3 separate regions of the Zea mays genome follow, and all the other regions are linked to region 1. The links are chromatin contacts, called in public Hi-C maps. All regions are on one chromosome and are shown on one strand. Each heading gives the region's core, a stretch centred on a gene start, on an enhancer-like site or on the middle of the called end of the contact. The rest is flanking DNA. Distances are from core to core; before and after follow the strand shown.

The links. A called contact is a pair of places that touch in the nucleus more often than the background predicts.
Region 2: a Hi-C map of leaf shows a contact between it and region 1, with 8 times the contacts expected there. The contact joins the promoter of LOC100283242 here to the promoter of LOC100273132 in region 1. A contact is called at or near these places in 10 of 25 Hi-C or Micro-C datasets (bundle sheath, ear, endosperm and 4 more).
Region 3: a Hi-C map of ear shows a contact between it and region 1, with 3 times the contacts expected there. The contact joins the promoter of LOC103647128 here to the promoter of LOC100273132 in region 1. A contact is called at or near these places in 5 of 25 Hi-C or Micro-C datasets (ear, endosperm, leaf mesophyll and 1 more).

Annotation. Positions count from the first base shown.
Region 1 is chr2:153,847,993-153,851,828 of Zm-B73-REFERENCE-NAM-5.0, forward strand. LOC100273132 (putative MATE efflux family protein) reads left to right here and starts at 1,625. Exons shown (of 7, transcript NM_001147579.1): 1 at 1,625-2,084; 2 at 2,288-2,829; 3 at 2,911-2,997; 4 at 3,109-3,165; 5 at 3,256-3,613; 6 at 3,685-3,771. The coding sequence starts at 1,734.
Region 2 is chr2:154,120,090-154,124,394 of Zm-B73-REFERENCE-NAM-5.0, forward strand. It overlaps LOC100283242 (40S ribosomal protein S16), which reads left to right and starts at 1,652. Exons shown (of 1, transcript NM_001291545.2): 1 at 1,652-2,386. The coding sequence starts at 1,740. The coding sequence ends at 2,186.
Region 3 is chr2:153,521,908-153,526,258 of Zm-B73-REFERENCE-NAM-5.0, forward strand. LOC103647128 reads left to right here and starts at 2,981. Exons shown (of 8, transcript XM_008671690.2): 1 at 2,981-3,605; 2 at 3,867-3,935; 3 at 4,035-4,091; 4 at 4,201-4,275. The coding sequence starts at 3,147. It overlaps TRNAA-UGC (transfer RNA alanine (anticodon UGC)), which reads left to right and starts at 2,776; the gene lies at 2,776-2,848.

The sequences.
Region 1 (3,836 bases), core at 375-2,874:
TGGCATTTAATGCGCCACTGCCAAGGCATTTGGCCGACACGGAGCTCGGGCGAGGCGGAGTTCCCTCCTGAGGCCGAGGCCGACCTCGGGCGAGGCGGAGTTCCCTCCCGAGGCTAAGGTTGTGCCTAGATGTCGTATGTCCCATCCGGAGTTGTTGAGAATAGTGACCGGAGCGGGGGAGCAGTGCCCGATATTCGTGGGCGTGCGTCATCGTGAACGGTGAGAGTAGATGGGACCATGGTCACATTGTCCTTTGTTGACTGCGGCGTCATTGGCAGAGAAGGTGTTTGTACTAGTCGCATTTAATGCGCACATTTTGCGGTTCCTGAGAACTTTTGGTCGAGTCTGGGCTCGAGGCTAGGCCTTCGCCCGAGATGCCCTCGGGCGAGGCAGATTTTTGCTTCTCGTCAGAGGCGGGGCCCTCGGTCAGTCGAGGATCCGTGCGGGCACGGCCTTTGTTCGAGGATGGGCTTGGACGAGACGTGGTTTTTGGGCAGCCGATAAGTGGGGTCTCAGGTGAATCGTGATTCGACCCTACGCGACCTCGGGGAGCGCGTTTTGCCTTATGGTTCCAGCTGGAACGGTTCCAAAGAAGGCCCTGTTTGGTTTTTATGGATTGGTTGGCTGAAATAATTCCTATTTGGATTACTTCTCTAATTTATATAAAATTTAATCAGTCGGAACGATTCCGGATACAATCTCGTACAAAACGAAGAAGGTCGAAAGCGTCACACAGTAAGCGGACAGGGCCTTAGAGCCTGTTCGCTTGACTTTAATTTGTATCGATTTCTACTGTTTTTACAATGTTTTGTTTTTATGGATTACAGTTGCATTTGAAAAAAGGGTTAGTTGGAGTCTCTACGGCTCATTCGAATGATTGATCGGCAAACTAAGTCGATAGCTTATTATTAGGTATAGGATAGTTGTACGTAGGTACGTACTCCGTACGTATTACTCTCTCTCTCTCTGGCCATGTACTCCCTCCGGTGCAGTAAAAGAAGTCATCCTGCGCGTGACCGAGTGTGCACAAAAAGAAGTCATGGCGCGCGTGGGTCTGAGATTTGGACGTTGTTGCCCCTAGTAATTGCACAAAAAAAGATGTATTTAAGAGGAATCAAACTTGAGACCTCCAGTCTAGAATGCCTTGGAGCTGCTACAGCAACCAATCAAGCCTGATTGTTTTAGTGACATTAATGCACCCATATCCCTATTTAATAGGGGCAAACAGGGAAAACTCTATGATAATTAATCACTCCTTGGTATGCACAATCATGTCCTAAACGACTACCTTTACTGCACTGGAGGGAGTATGATGCATGTGTGTAGAATTCTAGGAAACGAGGTAGGCGTGCTGCGGCCTGCGGGCTGGCCGCCTTGAGGAGGGCCACAGCCGCCCCTAGACTGGAAAAAGGAGGAACAATACACGTGTGTGGCCTTAGGAGTCAGGATGATGATTGGCCGGCGGGGCCATCTAGCGAGGAGCCGAGGAGGGAAGACTTCATTGCCCGTCGTACCCTCCCTACCAACCCAGCTACCGCCACAGCTGCGGGGGCAATCTCGTCCGATCCACTGTCATCGCGTTCAACCACGCATGCCACACCTACCCCGGCCGCGACGGACCCATGTCAGCTCCTCATTGCTTATTGTGGCATCCAACGCCCGTGTGCTACTGCCCTACTGCTACCTCCTCTTGATTCCTAAGCAGACAGAGACAGAGCCCCGGCGACGGCGAGATGGAAGAGGAGCAGAGCAGCGGCGGATGGGGCGAGGAGGCGACGAACAAGGCGCCGCTGCTGGAGCCACGGGCGGCGTCGGACCACCAGCACCGCAACGGAACATCAGCAGGAGACGGGGCTGGCGCCGGCAAGGCGGAGGCGGAGTGGTCGGCGCTGCCGCTGCGGCGGCGCGTGTGGGAGGAGAACAAGAGGCTGTGGGTGGTGGCGGGGCCGTCCATCTTCACGCGCTTCTCCTCCTTCGGCGTCACCGTCATCAGCCAGGCCTTCATCGGCCACATCGGCGCCACGGAGCTGGCCGCCTACGCGCTCGTCTCCACCGTGCTCATGAGGTTCAGCAACGGCATCCTGGTGAGCCTTTCCGTGTCTACTTCAGATCTACTAGCTTGCTAGCTAACTACAGTTGCATGGGACGACGACACGGACCACACACAGCACACCACCAGTCACGTAGCAGCCTTTCATTTGTGGCCACACCACAAGCAAGTACGTAACGTACACGGCACACACACCGTAATGACGTGCTCTGCTGTCTGCATTGCGTTGCGTTGCAGCTGGGCATGGCGAGCGCGCTGGAGACGTTGTGCGGGCAGTCGTACGGCGCGAGGCAGTACCACATGCTGGGCATCTACCTGCAGCGGTCGTGGATCATCCTGTTCGCGTGCGCCGTGGCGCTGCTCCCCGTGTACCTGTTCACGGAGCCGCTGCTGGTGGCGCTGGGGCAGGACCCGGCTATCGCGGCGGTGGCCGGGACCATCTCGCGCTGGTACATCCCCGTGATGTTCTCCTACGTGTGGTCCTTCACGCTGCAGATGTACCTGCAGGCGCAGAGCAAGAACGCGGTGATCACGTACCTGGCCATGCTGAACCTCGGCCTCCACCTGCTCCTGTCCTGGCTGGCCACCGCCAGGCTCCGCCTCGGCCTCGCCGGCGTCATGGGCTCCATGGTTGTCGCCATGTGGATCCCCGTGCTCGGCCAGCTCGCCTTCGTCTTCTTCGGCGGGTGCCCGCGCACCTGGACCGGCTTCTCCTCCGCCGCCTTCGCCGACCTCGCCGCCATCGTCAGGCTGTCGCTGTCGTCTGGCGTCATGCTCTGGTAAAATTGAGAAGAGTCGTCACCTATGGCTAGCGCTGTGATGTGGTCATGTGATACAGATTCAATTGCGCTGCTTTACAGTTTGGAGCTGTGGTACAACACCATACTGGTGCTGCTCACTGGGTACATGAAGAACGCAGAGGTTGCGCTGGACGCCCTCTCAATATGGTAGGGATTACGCATTGTGTTGTGTTGTGTTGCCATCAGCAGGTCCTACAGATCCTGGACAGGTCCTAGCTAGCTGCTAACTATATATGTATCGGCGAATGAAACGTGCAGCCTCAACATCAACGGCTGGGAGATGATGATTTCCATCGGCTTTCTGGCGGCAACCGGGTAACCACCCACCTCCAGATTCTTTCTTTTTCTTTTTATTTTCATTAAGCAACACTCACTACAAGTCACAACGCCTTCATCATTCATCAGAGTACGGGTGGCGAACGAGCTGGGAGCCGGGAGCGCGAGGAGGGCCAAGTTCGCCATCTACAACGTGGTGGCCACCTCCTCCATCATCGGGTCCGTGCTGTTCGTGCTGTTCCTCCTCTTCCGCGGAGGCCTCGCCTACATATTCACCGACAGCCAGGCGGTGGCGGACGCAGTCGCCGGCCTCTCGCCCCTGCTGGCCTTCTCCATACTGCTCAACAGCGTCCAGCCAGTGCTGTCAGGCGTCGCTGTCGGCGCGGGCTGGCAGAGCGTCGTCGCCTACGTTAACATCACTTCGTACTACCTCATCGGCATCCCTCTTGGAGCCGTGCTGGGCTACGCGCTGGGGCTTCATGTGAAGGTACTGCATGGGTCTCTTTCTCTCTCTCTCTCTCTCCTTGGCTGTTCTCTGTTCACCACCGTCGTACGCAGGGCATCTGGATCGGCATGCTGCTCGGAACGCTGGTCCAGACTGTTGTGCTTCTCTTCATAACGTTGAAGACCGACTGGGAAAAACAGGTTACCACCACTGTTTCATCAGTATATATATACTGAAACTAATGCTATATATATATATGTTATCT
Region 2 (4,305 bases), core at 402-2,901, 270 kb after region 1:
TGACTAAAACCCTCAAAGCTGGTGAGAAGCATTTCTTTTAGCTTCTGCCATGAAGTGACATTCCTTGGCCGAAGCGATGAATACAAAGTCTAGGACACATTTCTGATCGCCATTACAAAGGGTTTTGCCATGACTGCTGAGTTGCCACCGTATGAAGATATGGTAGTTTCGTAACTCATGAGGAATTGCTTCAGGTCAGACAGACCATCATAGTGTAAGAGGTCTGTACATTGGTGGCCAAGGTGTTGCCTGTAACTTTGGTGTCAGTGGTGAAGCTTCATCATAAAGGAAATCTTGGAGGTTGAATGGCTCGTGATGAAAATTGTCATGGTTACGACCCTCATAGTTATGGTCCTTGTAACTATACTGATCTTGCACTTTCAATGTTACAAATTTCTTCAGTTGCTTCGTTAATCTTCTTCTGAAGCTTAGAGAGAGGAAGCACCTTCTCCTTGCGCTTCTCCATTCGGTGGTGGATTGATTCGAGGTTGTTGATTTCACAATCAAGCTCCTCGTCTTACGGTTCTGGCCTGATGGCCTTCCTCTTTTGATTCCTTACCATCATAAGGAGAGCTTCATCCCCATGGTTAGGATCCTAGGTCCTAAGGATAGAGCCAGTCGCCACTGTATTCTTCAGCGGCATGATGGGGTTGTTGCGGTCGTGGAATCACCAGAGGTGGGTGCCAATGTTGAATACTCGTTTTCAATTGCTACATGGCATCGAAAACAACGCAACACAAGTTAAATTCAAACCTTCGTTCGTAAATTATCACTTCTCCAAAGGGATAACTTAAGGACGTAAGTAAGAAGAAGGGTGTGAATAGAACAATGTTTAAATAGAAAGATGATAGAAAATGACATAAAAGACTCATCTCGTATGTCTTAGTATTTTTATTCCATATTCCGTCATATCAAATACATTTACAAACATACCTTCAACTTCTTATCACAAGATAGCTTAAAGGTGCTTCAAAGGCTAAGAAGAACGAAGCTAGGGCCCTCAAAAAGTACTTTATGTAGGGTACTGTTCATCTATTTATATGCAAGTTGAATAACTTCATAGTTTATTACAATTATGCCTATAAAGTTTACACACATGATTTACAAATGACACATGACATTGCTGTCTTTTATCTTTCTTTCTTGTTGTACAAGTCTTGTACTCCTCCTTCGTCACTTTGCGTTCGAAGTTTTCTCCATGTCGGCTAACGACTTTGGCTTGCGCCTTCGTCGCTTGTATGCATGTGGACAAAATTTTCTTTTCATTGCTTCGACTGAAGGCTAGCTTCGTCTATTCTTCAATTTAGCCTGAAACACATTAGTTTACATCGAAGAAGAGGTGTCTTGAGAACATTCAGCAAGGTAGACCCTCAACAGTGGCGAAACCCATTTTTCATAATAACACAATTCCAAAATTTTCTCCATATTAATGTAGAGGAGTGGCGGCGACTCCGACCACCACGACACTGCTAGACGACTGGCCTTTCCCATGTGGCCTTTTATCACAAGACATGAGCCTCTAGAGGCCTGGCCCAATAATTATCTTATTTAACCACAAATGGGCCCCCAAAACAACTCTGGTCTAGATCTCAAACGCTCCACGGGCCGCATACCGTTCTAACAGCCGCGGCGGCACCAGACAAAACGCTTCGTGGCTATAAAGGCCAATCCACTCTCTCTCCAGGCACCCCGAGCCGCCAAAACCCTACCGCCGCCGCGAATCCCGCACGACCCCAACCATGACCGTGCTGAGCCGCCCTACCCCGGGCACGGCCCAGTGCTTCGGGCGGAAGAAGACCGCCGTCGCGGTCGCGTACACGAAGCCGGGGCGCGGCCTGATCAAGGTGAACGGCGTCCCGATTGAGCTGATCCGACCGGAGATGCTCCGCCTCAAGGCCTTCGAGCCCATCCTGCTGGCGGGGCGGTCCCGGTTCAAGGACATCGACATGCGGATCCGCGTCCGCGGCGGCGGGAAGACGTCGCAGATCTACGCCATCCGCCAGGCCGTCGCCAAGGGGCTCGTCGCCTACTACCAGAAGTACGTCGACGAGGCCGCCAAGAAGGAGATCAAGGACATCTTTACCCGCTACGATCGCACCCTCCTCGTCGCTGACCCCCGGCGCTGCGAGCCGAAGAAGTTCGGCGGACGTGGTGCCCGCGCCAGGTTCCAGAAGTCGTACCGTTGAGCGGCTGCCTGCTCCATCTCGATTTTTCAGATCGTTGTGGGTGTTCTTCGCTTTATTTCCTATCAATGGATCTGCTTATCTGGTTCTATATCTAGCTGCTGCTTTACCATAATGTTTAGACTTTAATGCCTAGCCTGAAACCTTGTTTGCAATGTGAAATTAATGTGAGAGATTATGAAGACTATTTTGGCTAGTCCCTCTATTATGATTTTCATCATTCCAGTATTGAGAATTATGATATTGTCCCCTAATGGTTTTGTTGTGTAACAGCTGCCTTCAATTTGTCTTTGTATCTGTTTGTCTGTTTATATTCACCTACGGTAGTACCAATCTGTTTAATTCAGTTGAATGAATTGCTCAACTATATATATAGATAGAGTAGTTGCATTTTTGGTACTTGGTACTTTGGTAGTAATAGATAAAGTAACCTTGTGGTATCAATGCCTTCTAAAGTGATTTTGCTTGACTTGCACCTGTTGCTCTGATCCACTAGGGAATTGATAGGAAATGTGTCTTTAAACTCTACAAATCTAAGTGAAGGCAAGTATACAGTACAATTTTGAATGTTTTCACTCTCCATTTGCTAGCTTGAGTTTATGTTAAATGTGACAATTGAGTGGTAAGTCAATATTGCTCATCTATTCATCGATCAGCCTGTCTTATGGTATGAACCTGCATATACTCTCTGTTTTGTTACCAAAGTTTAGTTGCTTTGGTGATTATGGAAGTTCATTTTGGTAGCGAGGTTGGTGATGCAAGGTTCTTAAAACCACTGATTCTAAAACATGTACTGTCACAACCGTAGAATCTTAACTTTCAATTTGCAAAACCATATGTTTTGTAGATAAAAAATGCAGAATCAACCCTATTAATTTAGATCATGTAAACATAAAGTCAGAATGATATAATCTTGGCAGACATGGCTGTGATGCGTTTCATATGATATTTGATTGGAATAGCTAGTTTTAGTTTATGGATTATGCTCTGTTTGAGGGGACACCATTTATTTCTTCACATAGTAGTATTATTAGAGATGTGCTGCCATGTTTTTCTCTTGCAGTGACAAGTCGTTGTTCACTGGAGAGAAGAGAGAATTTGGCTGCACTCCGCTTCTCATTAGAGCTAGGGAGTACTCTTTTGTGCGCATAATTTAGTTCTGTTTTGTTGGCTGTTTGTTACATAATGATGTTTTCCTGATGGTGTGTGTTCTCTTGTACTCAAGGTTGTGCACCTTGTCCGAGAACCGAGTTCGGCGTCTTTGTTCAGTTCATAAAATGGTACAGTTTTATTTAGTTTTTCAAAATGTTCTAGTTATGATGCGTATATATTACGTATTTTCCGCTATGATTTGATGCATCCTGGGACTGGAGGCAATTCCTAGGATCAATTCAGCAACCCCTTTGGATTGCAAGCGACAAGGCCAGCAATCGTGCCCAGGCAACTCTCCACACATTTTCCATATTCCCTTGTCTTGATCCTGAACTTTCTCTATGTAGCATGCAGTACTGTGACAGCCTGATTGTATGCTGTATTTGAGTCGGCCAGGCTGGTGAGATCCAGGGTGTCCTTTGGTGGGTTGATGGTAGAGATGGTAATGGATACTCGAAACCTGATGGGTTTTTATCCTATTAGGGTATGTGTTTGGGCCAATTTTCACACACATGAGTTTGTTAATGGTTAATGGGCATAAATCTATACCCGACGGGTTCATGGGTACGGGTTTGTTCCTATAATATCCAAATCCGTGTTTTTTAAATCGACCAAACCTAGTGCATATTGTCATTTTATTTTATAAATAAACAACAAACTTGTTATCTTCTTATTTACTTCCTAATTTTTATCAAATGGTGAATGTATAAGTAGTTGGTTAGAGTTTTGTTTGCTTGATATTATATTTTTTACTAGCGTTATATGTGGTGGATGGTTAACTTAGTGCAAAGTCACTTGATCATACAACTTATTATTTGTATTTCATTCTTTCTACTAATAATTTATATACCAAATCATAAACTCGTTGTTCATCACATAAATTTTGGATCATGATCTCATTAATCATTATGACGCTTATTGATTATGAGAAGAACAAGCATATTGGAGATGGAACTCGCGGGTAACCCGT
Region 3 (4,351 bases), core at 1,731-4,230, 320 kb before region 1:
ATCTCCTGACATCACTTCGAGCAGTTAGGCTCTAATGAAGCACCGAGCTCTGATACCAATTGAAAGTTGCCTAGAGGGGGGGGGGGTGAATAGGGCGAATATGAAATTTACAAAGTTTAAGCACAACTACAAGCCGGAGTTAGCGTTAGAATTAAAATCGAGTCCGAGAGAGAGGGCGAAAACAAATCACAAGCAAATAAAGAGTGTGACACGGTGATTTGTTTTACCGAGGTTCGGTTCTTGCAAAACCTACTCCCCGTTGAGGTGGTCACAAAGACCGGGTCTCTTTCAACCCTTTCCCTCTCTCAAACGGTCACTTATACCGAGTGAGCTTCTCTTCTCAATCAAACGGGACACTAAGTCCCCGCAAGGACCACCACACAATTGGTGTTTCTTGCCTCGGTTACAATTGAGTTGATCACAAGAAAGAATGAGAAAGAAAAGAAGCAATCCAAGCGCAAGAGCTCAAATGAACACAAGTCACTCTCTCACTAGTCACTATTTGATTGGAATGATCTTTTGGACTTGGGAGAGGATTTGATTTATTTGGTGTGTCTTGTATTGAATGCTGTAGCTCTTGTAAGGTGTAGGAAGTCTGAAAACTTGGATGACATGAATGTGGGGTGGTTGGGGGTATTTATAGCCCCAACCACCAAAAGTGGCCGTTGGGAGGTTGTCTGTCGCATGGCGCACCAGACACTGTCCGGTGCGCCAGCCACGTCACCCGATCGTTAGGGTTCGACCGTTGGAGCTACTGTCTTCTGGGTCACCGGACAGTCACTGTACACTGTCCGATGCGCCTTCTGGCGCGCACTGTAGCGCATTGAATGCGTTTTGCAGACGACCGTTGGCGCGAAGTAGTCGTTGCTCCGCTGGCACACCGGACAGTCCGGTGCTACACCGGACAGTCCGGTGAATTATAGCGGAGCGGCTCCCAGAATTTCCGAAGGTGGCAAGTTCGGAGTTGGATTTCCTGGTGCATCGGACACTGTCCGGTGGCGCACCGGACAGTCCGGTGCGCCAGACCAGGGCACACTTCGGTGGTCTTTTGCTCCCTTTGTTTGAACCCTTTCTTTTGACTTGTATTGGTTTGTTGTGAACCTTTGGCACCTGTAGAACTCATAATCTAGAGCAAACTAGTTAGTCCAATACTTTGTGTTGGGCAATTCAACCACCAAAATTCATATTGGAAAAGGTTTGGCCCTATTTCCCTTTCAACCACCACGACCACTCCCACCTCCGAAACCTCTGGACCTCCCCCTTCCTCCACGAATACCTCTAGTTGCATCTCGGCCATGAACCAGAGGCGGGTTTCCTCTTCCTCTCTTGCCTCCACTAGTAGATCTGGTTGTTTGGAATGGAGTGCGGCCAGTTCTAATGCACGGATCTGAAAATCCTAGGTTGTTTGTTGGTTCACCAGTCTCTAGAACTTGCTGATACGAACTGAAGCGGGGAAACTCAGTGCCCTGGTAGTTCAGATCGAGTTGATTCATCCGAATCCAGAGCACAGAGTTGTTCATCGATGAGGGATGAATCAAGTGGGTTGGGGAGAAGAGGCCGAACTCGTTGTCCTTCGGCATTTCGTGGATGGGGAGGTTCCTCGGTGCTGAGGATGAGCCGGCTTGGGAGAGAAAATCATGAAAGCTGTGGTGCCCATCGATGATTTGGCTTGGAAGAGGTTGAGGGAGTGGCGGGGGCGTTGGTCGCGCACATTCGTCGACGACTGCGTTCGGCGTTTGTGGACGGCGGCTTGGAAGAGGAAGAGGATGAGGGAGTGGCTGTGTTCGTCGCACGCAAGAGAGAAGAGGGAGTGGCTGCGTTCGTCACGCGCGAGAGACGAGGAAGGGGCGGCGGCGGCTGTGCGAGAGACGAGGAAGGGAGTGGCTGCGGGTGTGCCAGAGAGACGAGGGATAGGTAAGAGCAACATGATAATTATGGGCCTTTAGTCTCTTTTAGCACCTATGTGAAGGACTAGAGACTAAATCATTTTACTCCATATTTTAGTCCTAGTGTTTGGCAAAAAAAGGGACTAAAATCTAGAGACTAATCTTTAGTCCCTCTAACCAAACACCCATGAGACATATCTGTTGAGTTTTTTTTCTTCTTGAAGATGTTTCTGAGTTTATTTACTCTGCACTCCAACTTCCCAAGTTGGTGAATGTTCGGCGCCATAAGTGATGAAAGCCATGCACAGATTGATCTGAGTCTGCTAATAGCAAGCAGATTGAAGCAACAACAGATCATGGTGTGCAACTAGCTAGCAAGCAACAGATCGTCGGAGAAACAAATGACAGAAAGCAACTGGAAACGTACCTGTGATGGTCCCTGGACTGTTATGCCTTGGTTATCAACGACAACGACAAATTTCTATGATCAATTAGTGCAGTGCAGAACGAACATGAAATGTTTTTTTTTTTCACTGGAGTACACAACTAACCAGAGCTGGGACGTCTTATAGTTCAGGTATATTATAGTGCAACTGGTAGTTTCTTGATCAACACATTGCATATATACATACATGTTTCCATTCTGCGTTTCTAGTGCGGACCTATTTTCTTTTATTTATGTTCCATTAAAAATAGAACCGTACAAGTAATTTGTTTTGCAGAACTTAAACTATATAGCTGGAGAAGATCTCAATTAGTTGGCAACTCGTACAAAACTAGTTTCTTTTATTTCTCATCGAGGACAAATAAAATTATCTCAAATGGTATGAAATGGAAATTGATCATGCGTGTTTGAACATTATTACGTAATCTGACATTTTAACAACCAGGGGACGTAGCTCAAATGGTAGAGCGCTCGCTTTGCATGCGAGAGGCACGGGGTTCGATCCCCCGCGTCTCCAATATTTTAAAATTTTCTTTTTTTGACCTTCCTTTCTCCCGCTGGTAACCTGACCCCACAATTCATTCCTCAGCCAGGCACCCACCTTCTTGACCCCCTTTCTTCCGCTGGTAACCTGACCCCACAGGTCATTCTCAAAGGTCAAAGCCAGCAGGCACCCAGCCCCCGCCCCCGCCACCGCCATTATCAGCAGCTTCGACTTCTCCGGCCGCTCCGTCCTTTTGGCATTTCCTCCCGTCTTCTCTCGCTGCTTTTCATTACCTCCTCCCGCGCCGCCCGTAGTACCGATTCGCACTCGGATGGCGTCGGCGGCGTTCAAGTCCACCACGCGCCGCGCCCTCCACGCCACCACCACCTCCCGCTCCGACCCGCCCCCGTGCCCGCGCCGCACCCGCTCGCGCTCCGTCAGCGCGGCGCCCCGCGCCGCCCACGAGGACTACGCCAACACGCGCACCAACCCGCTCTTCGACTCCGCGGCCTCCCCGTCCGCCTCGCCATCTCCGCCCCCCGGGGCGGCTGCTGCTACTGGTGCTACCTCCGGCCGTGGGGATGCGGCGGGCCGGGAGAGGGGGCGTGAGCCGCGGCTCAAGAGCGGGGGGCGCGGCGGCGGTGGAGGGAGGGCGCGGTCGGCCTCCGTCGCGCCGCCGCAGCGGCGCCACACCGCCTCGGTGGCGGACTCTGCTGCCGATGTCGGCGGGAGGAAGGCTTCGCGGGCGCGGTCGGTGGCCGACGTCGCACGCACCTACCGGGGCTCCGAGGTAGCGTGAACTCTCTGCTTCACGCTTCACTCGGAAACTGCGTCTCAAGAAAAGCTCTCCCCTTCGTAGTAGCTTGTGCTTGCAACTTTCCATGTTCCCCACTCCTATTTATGGCCATAGCAGTATAACATATTGACATATAGACTAGTAACTGACAATCAATCTGGATTTTATATCCATCAAAACCCGGTTCTGGCTGACACCAGGGAATGCCATGCCAATTAATCTCAATTTTTTTTTGTCTTGCTATACATCTGGCAGACCGATGCAGAAGCCAGGGGTGTGGCAAGGAAACTGCAGTCATGGAGGAGCCAGCATTCAGTTCCAGAGGTATCTCTACTCTGGACTCTGGTTTTGAATGTCAGATGTTTTATTTACATGCTGCATATATGTATTTCAAAGGAACTCGTAAATTTACACATCTCACAGGGGAAGCGTAAGGGAACTGATGCAAGTTGTTCATCCCAGGGGTCAACAACCGGAGCGGTTGGTGAAATAGTTCGTGTAGTTTGGTACTTTGGTCAGCCGTATGCATGCCACACGATTTACTGGCAACATGAATACTTGAGTGACTACTAGTGTTTATTGTACACAGGGGTGCCGGCAAATGGATGAAACTACACAGTCAGAATCTAGCACTGTTGTTTCTTCACCTGGCCATCTCGAGCATGTAAGAATTAGAGAATCACTTGTGTTAAAGCTATTGTTGTTGCAATTCATTGGTGTAGCTATGAACTCGAAAAAAA